Regions from separate parts of the Mus musculus genome. Here region 1 is linked to region 2. The links are chromatin contacts, called in public HiChIP or PLAC-seq maps. All regions are on one chromosome and are shown on one strand. The core of a region is the stretch at or near the end of the contact, and the rest is flanking DNA. Distances in the headings are between cores, read along the strand shown. Region 1 has its middle 67 kb from the start of Ezh2. Region 2 has its middle 86 kb from the start of Gm35280.

What was found. HiChIP or PLAC-seq counts read pairs in DNA pulled down with a chosen protein or histone mark.
Region 1: an H3K27ac HiChIP or PLAC-seq map of trophoblast stem cells shows a contact between it and region 2, with 16 read pairs. The contact joins two enhancer-like sites. A contact is called at or near these places in 3 of 484 Hi-C or Micro-C datasets (embryonic stem cells, myocytes and nephron progenitors), 3 of 115 datasets of contacts at active chromatin or transcription factors (double positive thymocytes, embryonic stem cells and trophoblast stem cells) and 4 of 9 other capture datasets (adipose tissue, embryonic stem cells, liver and 1 more).

Annotation. Positions count from the first base shown.
Region 1 is chr6:47,526,479-47,529,998 of GRCm38.p6, forward strand. No RefSeq gene overlaps it. Among named protein-coding and RNA genes, the nearest start is that of Ezh2, 67 kb to the right of the region's middle. Within about 2 kb of position 1,318, at least 29 of the 459 cell types and tissues checked have an H3K27ac peak or open chromatin away from gene starts, as enhancers often do. A contact at or near this core is called in trophoblast stem cells, where this site is marked.
Region 2 is chr6:47,341,533-47,344,923 of GRCm38.p6, forward strand. No RefSeq gene overlaps it. Among named protein-coding and RNA genes, the nearest start is that of Gm35280, 86 kb to the left of the region's middle. Within about 2 kb of position 2,084, at least 14 of the 459 cell types and tissues checked have an H3K27ac peak or open chromatin away from gene starts, as enhancers often do. A contact at or near this core is called in trophoblast stem cells, where this site is marked.

The DNA of each region.
Region 1 (3,520 bases), core at 68-2,567, 180 kb after region 2:
AAGCTTTTCCAAGGAGGCTGCCATATTCACCCCAGGATGTCCCCGGAAGGAGGGCCCAGGCCAGGGATTGAAGGCTCTCATCTTCCTCAGATCCAGTCCAGCCCAGGGTCATCCTCAGACCTCCAGGGACTCTGCCACAAGGCACTGCACCGACCTTTGCTCTCAGTCTCCATTTCCTGGCTAAAGGGCAAGAGGAATGCAGAGGTGGTGATGGAATCTTCAGCCAGTCTCAGCGCTGTCACTCCACTCCATGGTTCATTCTCCTTAGGATGCCCTCAGGGTTCTCGGCTTCCTTACAAGCTATTCCTATGCTTGTGGAATTCTGAAGAGGCTGACACTGAATGCACTTAAGTTCCCATGCTTTATTTTGGGGTTAGGGGCACAGTTGTACTTATCAATCTCAGGCTTGCACACTAAGCCACATTGTTAGCCCTTTGCTTTGAGATAGCAATGTGTCTAACTGGGCAGCCTAGGCTGGCCTCAAATTTGTGATCTTGGTTCTGCCTCCCCAGTGCTGTGATTATAAGCACGCTTCATCATACCCATTCCTCAATTTCTCGTATGTCTTAATAATTAAGACTCTCAGTATATAAACCAGTTAACAAGTGAATCACCCTCAAGGGCTCTAGAGCTCCACAGACAATGATGCTCATGGCTTGCTTGTCCTAACAGTTGATTTGTTCAATTTTACAATTTAAACAAGCATGCTGTTTTTTAAGAATTTGCCTTAAATCCATGAAGAATAGGAGAAGAGGACAAGCAAGTTTGGCTGGGATCTCTTTGAATGCTCCATGTGTTTGTAGGTAAGTACACAGGATCTAGACTGCAGACTCCGCTAGGGCAGAAGGTCCAAAGTCCATGCTAACCTCACGTTTTAGATTGCTGGTAAGTGAACAGTGTTGTTGGTATGTGTTCATTCAGCTTCCTGCTCTGCTGCCACTCTTTTTTGCCATAATGGATTCTCCCCTTCTAGAATCCAAATAAGCTCTTTGTTCTATAAATCAACTTTTGGTTGTGATTTATCACAGCAAGAGAGAAATAACATACATTTATCTTCTTTTGAGGCTGTAGGGGCTAGGCAGGCAAATCTCTGAATTTAAGGCCATCCTGGTCTATATAGCAAGTTCTAGGCCAACCTAGGATACATGGAAGACCTTGTCTCAAAAGGGGGAAAAAAAACACCCACACACACAAAAACCTGGAAGGTTCACAGGAAGCTTCAAATATCTAGAAATGAGGTCAATGTGGACTATAGGTGGGTTTCTGGTAGTTAGATAAAAATCGGCATTCTTCAGGAACTGGTCCTCAGACCAAAATGAGTCATTTCCCTTATGGTAGAAGAGACATGAGAGCACATGCTCACAAGTACCTACTACACATTGCAAAGTCCATGCTAATCCTTAACCCTGCTTACCTCCTCCTCTATCCTGCTCTCCACTAGTAACCCTGTTCTTACTGTGTGCCCCACCCCCTTACTCATTCTGCTAATGCTTTTCTCAACAATGTTTTCTCTATTCTCTTTCCTCTGCTATTCTCACCCTAGCTATGTTCAATCTACTTCCTCTCTCTGCACTGGCTTCTTCCAGATGCCTCTGGCTGTTCTCTCATATCTCTAACAAAAACCATAGCATGGGGTGGTCATGTCAGTTTATACATCTACAAACCTGAATTTCTACCCCATAATAATATAGTTACTCCATGATAACAGGATGACTGTACAACTATGGATAAAATCTAGGTTACACTCAAGTATGTCAAAGTATTTACCTCCTGGGGCCATGAGTTGTCCCTGCCTTGGCAAATAAAACTTTAAAAAAAGGCAAAATAAGCAGAACCTAGATTCAGGGGTCTGCCCACTCCCAAAGAGATGAAAGAGTGAAAAAAAGGACCAAGTACTGGGGCAAGACTGGCAACTATTAGAGCAACAGAAGCTCACCTGTTAATCTTTTACCTTTTAAAGGCTTGCTTCTTTAAATCACAGTTCCTAGTCTGAAGACATGACTCAGTGGTAAGAGCACTTGCTGTGCAGCCTTAAGTACATAAGGCAAAATGTGTCCTCTGGCTGCCCTTTACATCTCAACTATGGATAGATTCTTGAGAATGGGGAATCAGTATTTAGTTGTGTGACCCATTTCTGAACCCACTGAGTTCAGAAGGATGGCTCCAAACCCAGTTGTAACACAGATGGCCCTGGTTAATTATGGTGGGTCAAAAAGCTAAAGGGATAGACATGAATGTTTAAGAGTTTTCATGGGACTGGGAGTCAGGGTAAGGGTGATGAGTATGCAAAGAGTACATGTGTGAAAATGAAAAACTAGACTAGAGAATAAAAAGGTAATGTCTGTGGAAATGACTTGACTTAACTGGAGACCACCAGGCTCACCAGGATAGCAAGTCACTACCTCTGTGGGAACTTGAAAATCTGCTTCCAAAAAGGAATAAGATTGGCTACTGAACCAGCAGGTTCTTGAAATTTAAAATAATAATCATTTTACAATGTTTATTCCTTACCAACATCTAATTTTCCTTCTAGAAACATAGATTTGAGGTTAACAAAACAAAAAAAACCCAAATACCTTTACAGTTCATGTAGCTATCTGGTGGCAGACCTAGCAAGACTTTTGACTAACCAGGTGAGCATGGGGTTATTTATAATACCTACACATATGGCCCTCACTGGAATCATTTATAGCAGGGTCAAGTGTAAAAATAAATATTCCGCCGGGCAGTGGTGGCGCACACCTTTAATCCCAGCACTGGGGAGGCAGAGGCAGGTGGATTTCTGAGTTCGAGGCCAGCCTGGTCTACAAAGTGAGTTCCAGGACAGCCAGGGCTATACAGAGAAACCCTGTCTCGAAAAACATAAATAAATAAATACTCCAGTCAGAATTAACAAAATGTTCACAGACTGTTCTGATGACCTGCCAAGAAACTTAATGTAATAGGCAGAAACTTCTAGTAGATAATGTAAGGGTTAGAGGTAAGGTGATACTGAAAAACAAAAGTAAATAACTGCTTTTTAATACAAGCTATAAAATATCTTGAATTTGGCAAGCAATGACATTGTGCTTTTCCCAGTCATCAGTCTGGAAGAGGTGGTATGGACCAGTTTACCTGTGTATCAGGCTTTGTGCCATCCTCCACTATACAAGGGCTTCTAGCTGACTGGATCTATCTAGAACTGAAGCTTATCAAATCAGTGAGAGAATTTGGTGGGTGAAGGCACTTGCTGTTGGGCCTGATAACCTGTTTTGAGCCCAGAGACCCACAGTGTGGAAGGAGAAAACTGATTCCTGTAAACAGCCTATGTTTCTTCTTTTTCTGAAAGGTCTCACCAGATATCCCAGGCTGGGTTTGGGTCTCCCCATACATCTTACCTTTTTGCCTTGGCTGTCAAAGTACTGGGTAAATCACACTTGTCTACCTACCAGCATCTGTAACCCTGGCTAAACTATAGAATCTAAGCTATGTAGGGTCTTAGAAATAACCTAGTCCAACCTGTACTTTTTATATGTGGACA
Region 2 (3,391 bases), core at 834-3,333:
CTCAGAAACAAACATCCAAAGTTTAAGTATAGCCACAGAACCAAGGCATGTGAGTTCATGAAGGTTTCTATTAACTCCTACCTACTGCTGCGTCCACACAAAGTGAACTATGTTCGCTTAATATGTAACCAAACTGCAGTCGAACTTGAAAATATATTACTAGTAACAAGTACTCAATTGTCTGCTGATTGTAGCAGCTAGATTGTAGCAGTTAAACTTTCAGCCAGTCACAGGATGAAAAGCTAACCCCAGGAGTCCAAATCCGGCCAGTGGTGATTTAACGCACACTACTTCCTGTGTGTTCCTTCGGTAGGCACTACCTGCCCCATGCAGCTGGACAGAGTTCTCAGAACCTTGCCCAGCTGTTTGACTCACACATCTTGGGATGTGTGATTTAATTCATTCAAGGTTTTCACAGTCCATTGAAACATAATTTGTCAGTATTTAGTCCTGCACTCATGAGGAGGTTTGACTTTGAAAACAGGCCGAAGATTTCCTTTTTCCCAGAGCCAGTTCAGGACCTGTGTGTCTCTTACATACATGGGGTAGAGTCATGTTCCAAAAGCTTTTCTACGCAGGAGAGGGGGTAAGGGGTTTTTGGTGTTTTTTTTTTTTCTAAATCATAAACTACTAAAACAAAAAAGTATTAAATATGTTTCTCTCCAATCTTGCCAAAATCCTCCAGACAAGCACTAACTCTCTTCAATATATTTCTCATTATAGATGCTCAAATTTAAAAAGGCCCATACTCTTACCATAAGTCAGAAAAGATAGGACCAGTATGCACCTAGGGATGGATAGAAGAGTCTGAAGCCAAGATGCTCCTAAACTTAATCTCCAGCTCTACGCTTTGCTGCGTGACCTTGGATAGGTCTCTCTACTTCTCAGCAATTCAGTTCTCTCCTTGTTTGCAGTCTATAGAATTCTGGGCTGACAATAGTTACAAATGCGACTCAACATGGAATCCTAGGCTCACTTAAAGCATTGTGAAATGGGGGGTGGGAGTGCTTCTAACTTGATTGCAACATCAAAGAGCTTCTGAAGCATCCATAAAAAGCCTCAGCAGCATACTCTATGCATGCTAGTTATCATCATTATTTATATACTCGGCTGCCTCCCACACAAATCACAAGGACCTGAGTTCAATCCCCAGATCCAATGTGAAAGAGCCGGATATAACGGCACCTGGTTCTCGAGAAGCAGAAACAGGCAGACCCCTAGGGCTTGCAGGCCAGCCATCCTAGCCTAATCTCATAAGCCCCAGGCCAAAAGAGACTCCATTTCATAAAACAAGGTGGCTGGCACCTGGGGAGGAATATTAAAGAGTGTTCTCTGTCCTCCACATGTATGTGCATACATATGCATAGTCAAGTGCACCTGACCAGGGATTGGATAACCTATCTAGGCCTTGTCCCCTGAGAAAACCTGATTCTTCCTCTCTCAGCATCCGCTAAGTGCCTGTAGTTCTTCATCTAGAGGTGTGGTCCTGAGAGATTTTTTTTTTCCCCATCCATGTTACCATGCCAATTTACACCAGATCTTTTGAGTCCCGTGTTATACTAATGATTATTAACAACTTATAAAATGACCCCAAGCTCAGGTAGTATGGCAATGACGTTTTCTTGATGGTGGAAGAAAAAAGTGAAATGTGCTTTTAGGCTCATACCTGCTGAGACACTTTGAGAAGATTACTTGCATTTCCAATATAATAATAACTGTTTCTGCTCCATTTCCTTTCATAATAATCAAAACCAGCTAAAAGTACAGCTGTGAAATATTTCTGAGTGCTGCGCCATTTTGATGGACATTGACAGATTAGCATTCCTAACAAATACACCCACCAAGCAATGCTAAAGCACAGCTCCAGGCAATTTTTCAGGGCAATGAATTCAATTCTTGTTACCATAGTAACCACAGGACTCACACTTATTATTTTCATTATAGCATTTCCAAATATTTTTTCCTTACAGTGTACAAGCCACAGACAAAACTAGATAGGTGTTGACTGTGGTGGGGGTAGGCTATAAACTAGCAATTTCCCTCCTGGATTAAAGGTTGCTCCTGAGTAGCAAAGTGGCTTGGATCATCATGAGTCATATGCTAAGTCTTCATAACATTGAAAGAAGGATTTACCTAAGAACTTGGAGTCTAGAGAGATGACTCAGTGGTTAAGAACATTTGTTGTTCTTCTCCAGGCCCAAGTTTAGTTCCCAGCACCCATGTCACCCCTGTCAAGCAGTTCACACTGACTATAACCCTAGCTTCATGTCTCTCTTCTGGCCTCCATGAGCACTTGAACCCATGTGACACAGTGAGCAAGAGAGATACTTACATACATACACACACATATGTACACACACACACACACACACACACACACACACACACAACACTTGGGTTAGTGCTGCATAATCATGAGAGCCTGAGTCGCAGCACCTGCATGAAAGCAAGTTATGGCAGCATGGGTCAGTAATACAGTGTTGGTATTACTTTGACTTCATGCTTTGACCATATTTCTCTTCCTGCAGCTCCAGGACCCAAGTCACTGCCAAGGGAAATGCCATTGTCTTTCTCTTTAAATTCTACCCCAAGATATATAATAACAGCTCTCCCCTCCTAATTTCCCCAGCTCTTAAAACTACTGAAAGCTCCAGGAATCAAAGAACATATGGCATGGCCACACTGAAGGCCTCTGGTTCCAGCACAGTGCGGCTAACAAAATTTCTGCCAACGATGAAAGAACTCCATAACTACCCTGTTGTGTATGATAGCCACTAACACTGTGTGGCTACTGAGAAGTCATACTGAGGCTACTATGATCAAGGCACTAAATTCTAACTTTTTTTCATTTTGATGAGTTTAAATTTAGGGGAGCCATGGTGGATAGCACAGCACTAGATCTATTCATAGACCTCCTTCAGAATACCTCTTCACCTGCCTTATAATGTGTTCATCTCCTACTGGGACCTTAGGTCTGTGTCCTGAGGTTCTCAGTCCTCTTATTCATAAGACTGACCTGTAGGCAAGACTGTGGGGCATTTTCTTGATTAATGGTTGATGTAGAAGAGCCCAGCCCACTATAAGCAGTGTCACCCCTGTGTTTTGTAAGAAAGCAGGCTGAGCAAGCTGCAAGTAGTAAACCAGCTTTGTAGTGTACCTCCATGGCCTCTATGTCAGTTCCTGCCTGGAGTCCCTGTCCTGGCTTCCTTTATGATGAACTGTAAACTTCCTGTAAGCTAATATGAACCTTTCCTTTCCAAGTTGCCTTTGGTCATGCTGTTTCTCACAGCCCTAAAGAGCAGACTGTAATAGCAGCCTGCTACTCTCAGTATACCAGTTTCACCAAAACACAGTGACACAGGGCAATGCAGTCTGACTCAGCCTTTCCCAG